Linked DNA regions of Triticum aestivum: region 1 is linked to region 2. The links are chromatin contacts, called in public Hi-C maps. All regions are on one chromosome and are shown on one strand. The core of a region is the stretch at or near the end of the contact, and the rest is flanking DNA. Distances in the headings are between cores, read along the strand shown. Region 1 holds the start of LOC123097814 (L-ascorbate peroxidase 1, cytosolic). Region 2 holds the start of LOC123097813 (arogenate dehydratase 2).

What was found. A called contact is a pair of places that touch in the nucleus more often than the background predicts.
Region 1: a Hi-C map of leaf shows a contact between it and region 2, with 5 times the contacts expected there. The contact joins the promoter of LOC123097814 here to the promoter of LOC123097813 in region 2. A contact is called at or near these places in 3 of 5 Hi-C or Micro-C datasets (leaf and root) and 1 of 1 datasets of contacts at active chromatin or transcription factors (leaf).

The regions. Positions count from the first base shown.
Region 1 is chr4D:344,941,850-344,945,588 of IWGSC CS RefSeq v2.1, reverse strand. LOC123097814 (L-ascorbate peroxidase 1, cytosolic) reads right to left here and starts at 1,942. Exons shown (of 9, transcript XM_044519645.1): 1 at 1,669-1,942; 2 at 1,397-1,571; 3 at 1,242-1,307; 4 at 418-466; 5 at 1-61. The coding sequence starts at 1,787.
Region 2 is chr4D:344,453,113-344,456,740 of IWGSC CS RefSeq v2.1, reverse strand. LOC123097813 (arogenate dehydratase 2) reads left to right here and starts at 2,292. Exons shown (of 11, transcript XR_006447458.1): 1 at 2,292-2,677; 2 at 2,815-2,876; 3 at 2,993-3,085.

The DNA of each region.
Region 1 (3,739 bases), core at 693-3,192, 490 kb before region 2:
ACAATATCCTGATCACTCAAGCCCATCTGCTTGCCGAAGACTTGCCTTAGGTGGTCAGAACCTGGGTGAACGGTAAGGAATGGAAATCATTAGTGAAAGTAAAAGGTACTTTCATGCACATACACACCATGTCACAATTGCTAAAGGGGAAAACTAGCATAGACTGGACTGCGCAAATTGTATACATGTACTACATAATTAATACTTCATATATGAGTGAAACAGAATATGGTTCAACTGCGTAGTTTAAGGAAGAAGCCTTCTATAGTGAGCAAACGGATATTGGAAATAAGTAAGCAATCAAAGCATGATTTCCATTTACAATTGTTTCACAACAGTATTAATTATAAATATTTGTTCCATAGTGAATACGCCTTTTCTATAGTTAGAAAAATGTTGTGAGGGTTAGAATGGTACCCTTGGTAGCATCAGGGAGGCGACCCTCAGGTGGGGGCTGAGGCTTGTCCTGTAAAAGGCACATGTTAAGTTTAAAATGTGCTCAGCTAAACAATTGCAAAAAAAAACTATAACCAAGAGCACTCAGTGCTCATCGATTATCACATATCACAGCATAAGTATCATAACTTGGTCTTCCCGACTGCACGCAAAAAAAGTTCTAACTAGAATAAAAATAAGATTAATTTTGTTTGCTTGGCCCTTTCTATTTGATTGAAGCCTGTAATGGCATTACCATCAGGAACATAGCAACCACATCCTTCTAGAGTTATTCGTGGCAGGAAGCTCAGCATAATTCTACTACGATTTTGGTGAATGCTTGACAAAAATGTGAGCCAACAAGAACTAATACCTAGACTAGAAAGATTGCATATACAGAATGAGAACTGAATGCCACAATACGTGATGTACAATAAACATTACAGTAACTAATTAATTGTCGTACACTAGAGGATATTATAGCTCTAGATGTGAGATAGCAAGCACATCAAGTCAAGACAGCACAAACATTGCCGCCCACCAAAACCACTAATTAGGCCGAGCGTCAGGATCATACAACTCCGTGGTGTTCCACGAAATAATAAAAATATAGGTGGTGTCAAACAAATTAGCCGCCGGACATAGACTAATGTAGTCGCTTGTACCAAGAGCCACCAACCCAAACACGAAATCACATGCTGACAAGAATACTTCTAGTTAACTCGGCACCACCAACCTACCCACACTGTCCCCTGGACTAAAACCCTGAGGAAAATGCAAAGTTAACCAAGGTTAAGAAATATCACCTCCCTCCCTGGGTGGAAGGGGATCACGGGCCCACCGGACACCTCCACCGCGACAACTCCCGCAAGCTGCACGCAGGAGAAATGAATCATCAGAAACCACATTCAGTGGACCGAATGGGTACTGTCAACCAGATCTGACCGAACTCGCGTCGAACCTGGTAGAGATCAGCGTAGGAGATGGTGGGGATCTCCTCCTTGATGGGCTCGAGCATCCGCACGGCGATGTCCAGGCCCGCGTTGGCGGCGTGCGCCTGCTCCGCCGGCTTCTTCATCGTCCCGAACGGGCCGCCTGTCTTGGACGACACGTCGAAGGTCCCAGCGGAGTGCCACCTGCGCGACGACAACAGATCAGGCCATGAAAAAGGCAAAAAAAAAAAACTCCGTCGATAATCCGAACGCGCGCGGGTAGGAGAGGGGGGGCGCTTACGCGAGGCGGAGCATGAGCGGGGAGCAGTTCTTCTCGGCGATGAGGGCGCGGAGCTTTTGCCTGGCCTTCTCGACGGCCTCCTGGTACTCGGCGCTGACAACGGGGTAGGTCTTCGCCATGGCTGCCGCGGCTGAGACTCCGATCAGGAGGGGAGGGCAGGAGAAGGCGAGGGGGAAGTGAAGAAAAAGACAGCGAGGTGGATGGGGCGAATGGAAGCCACGCTCCCCCGGGGGTTTATATCGCCGGCGCAGGGGTCAAGGGAAGGTTCTGGGAGGGCGCCTCTCGGCCGTCGATCTTGGGCGATCCGGCGGTGGGGGCGGCGGTCCATTTGGACGCGCGTGACAGGCACGCGAGCAGTGATGGCCAAGTGGGGGGGAGGAGGGAATCGGCCGTGCAGTTACGATTTTGTCCCTGCTTTGCGGCGAAAGGTGGAAGGTGGTGCGGCTGTTTTGGTCATTTCGCCGGGAGCCCCGCGGTCTTCGTCTGCGAGTAGCGGCAACGGTTCACGGCTTCACGGGCTGGTGGGACACGTGGCGTGAGCCGGTTGGTACGGGCGCGGCTGGAGTGGACCCGGGTCCGTCGTTGCTGCCTCCGGTAACGCACGCTGCCCCGCTATCCCCGGCCCAGCCTTGCTCGGGAAGTGTGCCTGGCCTCATCCATCCGCGTCGGCCTCCCAGCAATTTCGTTTCAGCTTCTATTTCCTTTCTTTTTTTTCTTTTTCTCTTGTGTGCAGATTAGTGCACGTGAGCTTGAGAAGACTACCGGTGCATGTGCGTCGTCGTCTTTGGCGAACTACGAACGTGAGCGTGAGCGTGAGAAGACTACCAATGGTGTGTACGCGGTGCCGCTGCGACCGATCCGTTTCGCATCGCCAGAGGTTTGGTCTAATTTTTCATCTTCGTTAGCCCATATAGAATGCAGATGAATGATGCCTCTTGGTGGATCCGTTTCTCATTGTGAAGCTTGGCCTCATCTGTCCCGTCTCTCCGTAGTAGCCGCTGGTTCCTACCCTACGATAGCAGTACACTTGTTGGCATAGCTGTCGAAACCCCCGGCCAAGACGTTTAATGCTATGACGTTGATCGTCTTGGCCTGGCGATCACTGAAAAAACTCGTCTGCTTGACCGGAAGTTGGGTCTAAACGAGCATGGTGACGGTCTCAGACATAAAACCCGTTCCAGACTTGGTCAGGCAGAGAGCCTCCGAGCAAGAGGTGGTATGAGCATCTACAGTAGCACCCAAAACCCGCTCACACATCCGGACGGACTGACCGGTCATGAAAAAATGACCCAGACGAACTCCTCATATGGGCCTCAAACACCTGGATTGATTGGCGCCCCTCATGTCCAGACCAAATTTAGGACGGATATAGGGCGTCCGGACACGTCCGTCACGTTGGACTGACAATTGGGTCCTACACAGAATCGTCCGGAAACCCGGCAGTCCGATGGACGTTTCCTTCGGTGGGTGATGTGAACGTCGCGTAGCGCCGCCCCGACTCACCGTTCGAGGCCAAATTCGGCTATTTAAGCAGGCCGACGTCGCCCAGCCCTAGCCACATCCACCTCGTCCCTCTTCGCGTCGCCAACCCGAGCCCATCCACCTCCTCTCTCCCGCTCTTCCCACGCTCTCCGGCTTCGCCATGGTTCAGCAAAAAGATAGCCACGTATGCTATGCTCACGCCGGAGCGCCGGTACGAGAGGGCTGCCTCCGGAGAGCCGGATGAGGAGGGCGGAGAGGAGTAGCAACCGGCTCCGATGGCGGTGGCGGATCCGGAGGAGGATGAGGCACAACAGCAGGAGGAGGAGCTGGTGCCGGCTCCGGGCTTCAACATAGAGGCTGCAGAGGCAAAGTTCGCGGTTGCCCAAGCGGACAAGATGACGAAGCAGCAGGCCATCCTGAAGTCCATCCAGGATAAGGCCTATGTGGAGGCCAACCGGCAATTCATCCCGCAGGAGCGGGCGGCAACCGACGCGCTTTTCGTCGAACTTGAGGCGAAGGCTGAAGAGCCGGAGCTGCGGCCGCCGCCCATGTACCTGGAGCCGGGCACGGAAATAGTGAACACCTTTGA
Region 2 (3,628 bases), core at 1,043-3,542:
GTGCTGCACGCACGTACAGGATGATCGCAATGTCCACACGATATTTTGAAAATAAAAGACTGTTTCTCCCGAGAAATTAAACATTCTTCAGTTCAGGTAGAATGCCCTCCTCTAGCCTGTGCGGAATGACGGCTTATACTCTGATTATTACTCCTGATGCGAACAAGGGGAAGATTTTAGATACAATGGCCGTAGGTCACCGGTCCGAAAATGCAGTACAATGCGGCCGCTGGCATGTGGCCCCATGATCCACATTTCATCTTCCTGATGGATGTTTGTATTTGAGATAGTATACCGAGCTAACTTACTTCGGTGTCATTTGCACCGATGCAAAGCTTGGTGCTGGAATTATTTGGAAGAAAACAAATTACAGTAAAGAGTTATTTACTGCCCATTTCGCATATCTAATTTTTCATCGCATCTGAGTGCTCAAGTATTGCTCAACTCCAGGATAGGAGTAACTACTCTAGCCAGCAGCTAAAAGGAGCTTGAGTTTACACACTCAAGTGACTGCTATCTCAAACGATTATTCTGACGTGCACAATCAGCCCATACCAGAATGCTGCTTGCAGTACTCTACCTGCAGTAGATAATCAAACTGTAAGATAGCCATGCAAAATATTTATAAACAATAATTCTATGTTTTTAATCTTATTACTACATGTGACTGCAAATACTAGTAAATTGTCCATACTTATGATGCAAGTAAGCAACAGAGTAAATGATCTGCAAGTTATTTGGGAAGTTGCAAGCAAGCAAACCATTTGCCTGACAACTTTCACTTCACAAACTAGATTATGAAGCTGAATGTCTGTCAAAATGCATCGAGTCAAGCAAGTGAAGAAACAGGACAAAAGACACTGTAATGACACCATTAAGACATTAATCAAAAGAAAACCTGAATTCTGAAGCAAAGGTACTTTAACTGTTGAGCACCAAGTACTGATGTCTTTCAAGGAAAAACATCAGACAGGTACAGAGGAGACTAGAACTATGTATAAGAATTAAGAAGCAAATTATTTGGTATATGTGGTTTTGCAAAAGTGATAGAAATCTAGTATGGTTTTCTTGGATTATGGGTACACCTTCCATCTTCTGAGAGGTTTTTTTTGTGTGGGGGATTTTTCTGATGTTACCATCATGTATTTCAGTGCATAAGCAACACCCAACTTTGTAAAATGCAGTCTGCCAAATTTTTGTTTGTAAATCCATTGGTCCAATAAGTTAAATCCCCCTTGTATAAAAGGTTAAATTGGACTACTTCACAAAAATAAGCTAAATAGTGGGATTGATCATCCAACAGACAGGCAATTGATTGGTGAACAAAAACTTAAGAAAGGACTAAACGGAAGATACTTTACAGACTAAACATAATGAACTAAATGTGCAGAGCATCATCGCAACTTTCAGACCAATTATATACCTACTAAAATTTGAAGAGAAATATTCCGAGTTTTGACAAGTAAGAATCAGCAGATCACACGACTGCAAAATATTCAGAGCTAGTAGTTCACAAAGGTAGCTATCACTGAATAGACATAAAAAAAAGGATTCAGAGCTTACACCCTTCATCAAACAGATGAGGATCCAGAGCATGGCGGCGCAGATGATGGGCTCGCAGTTCCCTCTGGTGCCGATGGTGAAGGTGAAGGGGTTGAACAGCCAGGCCACCACGCACCAGATCCGCGTCCTCGCCGGGACCCCCCGCAGCTCGAGAATGGCATCGATGAACACCCCGACGAGCAAATCTGCACCGTAAAAGCACCAACACCGCAAGAACTCGACAGAGACTGTAGTACTGTATTGTGTGGACGAGCGGCGGCGGCCGGGGGCGGGGCACCTGCGGCGGAGAAGATGAGCACTAACCAGTGCGGGTTAAATCGACGGAATGGCAAGGGGTTTATTGCAAAAATGCCAGTGCTAACCGGTCCCATCTCTGGACTGCCACTTGTCGCGCTGTGATTCGCTCTGGACCAAATCATCACATAGGGTGTCAAGTTCTGGGAGCCCTCAGTGACATTTTGCAAGTTTTGGACTAAATCATCGCAAGTTCATGGATCTGGGGTGCTATTATACCTCTTTTATTCGCCCTCAAACCTATGTACTCGTACTTCCGTCCAGGTACACCATTCAGTCATATCACTCGTATCTTACGTCTTTATAGGACAGTCCTCTTTACTATTCACTTCCAACAGTTGGCTCGTCGCCACGCACTGCTCTCCAGCCTCACGGCCCGTGCATCGTGTTCCACTTTTCCACCACACAAAAGAAATCTCGCGTCACGTTTGGAAAAGCCCGTGACCGCGGGGATCATTTTCCTATTTCGCTTCTCGACTTCCCCAATCGGCCACCCCCCACCTCCGCCTTCCTTCCTGGCCAGCGCGGCGGCTTATGGCCTCCATGACCACACCTCGGCTCCCCTTCCTCCCCGCCCGAACCCGCTCCGCCGTCGCCGCCACCTCCTCTTCGTCCCCCTCCTCCCCGCTACCACGCCGCTCCATCAAATGCAGCAGCTCCACCAACGCTAACTCGGCCCCCCTCCCTTCCACATCGCGGCAGCCCCGGGCGCCCGTGGCGGACGGCGTAGGGTCCGCCGACCTCAACGGCCTCCGGGCCCCGCCTATACCTGTCGCGGACTCCCCTCTACCCGCGTACCGCGATCCGCACGGGCTGCCTCGTAAGTCCAGCGGCGGCGCTTTTTTAGCCGATCTCCAGAAGTTTTTTCTCGTTTGTTTATTATAATATAATAACTAGACTAACTAATCAGCTGGCGCTTTCTTCATGGCGTGCGTGATTCTGTGCTGGGGTTACTAGGGCCTCTCACTAGTGCGGATCTGATGGAGTCGAGCGGGGAGGGGCTCAAGGTTGCCTACCAGGTGCTCGACGAAACGCGTGCTGTTTTGGTTTCATTGCGTATCAATCTCCCTGTTTGTGTGTGTGTGTACTCTTTTTGTTGTGAATCTGAACGAGGTTTGGTTTGGTGATTGTTCAGGGCTTCCCTGGAGCGTACAGCGAGGCTGCAGCAAAGAAGGCCTATCCAAATTGCCAGACAGTGCCCTGTGAGCACTTTGATACTGCATTTCAGGTATCGTAGTATGATCCTTTTTTGGGCCTGTTTAGGTATGTTTGTGTATGCTGTTCGTGGTGCAGTGAGTTGCGCATTTTACGTTGATTCTTGTCATGATTTCAGAAGATGAAACATTGAATCAAACGAGGTTAAATATTTGTTGATGAAATGTGTTGACGGTTTGAAGTTTTTTTTAAATCTCTATTTCATTAAGACCGTGTGTCGGCAAGATCGCCAACCACCAGAACGCTTGCATCAACTGTCATAGATTCCACCCAAATACAACAGGTATCCTGGCCACGAGCTCCAAACCCGGCAAGGACATGAGCAACTTTGTTACATGCACGGGTTCCTATAGTATAGGAACAGACAACAGAGCTAAAATTAAGCCTCAGGAACTGCCGCATGTCTCTATAGATAACACCCTCCGGCGACAGATCGAAAGCTGTGCTTTCCAACGCCTTAATCAGCTGCTGGTAGTCCGACTCAATTTGAATATTGATCATTCCCCACTCGGCTGCCGTCTGCAGCGCCGCCAAACAGGCCCCCGCTTCAGTCTGA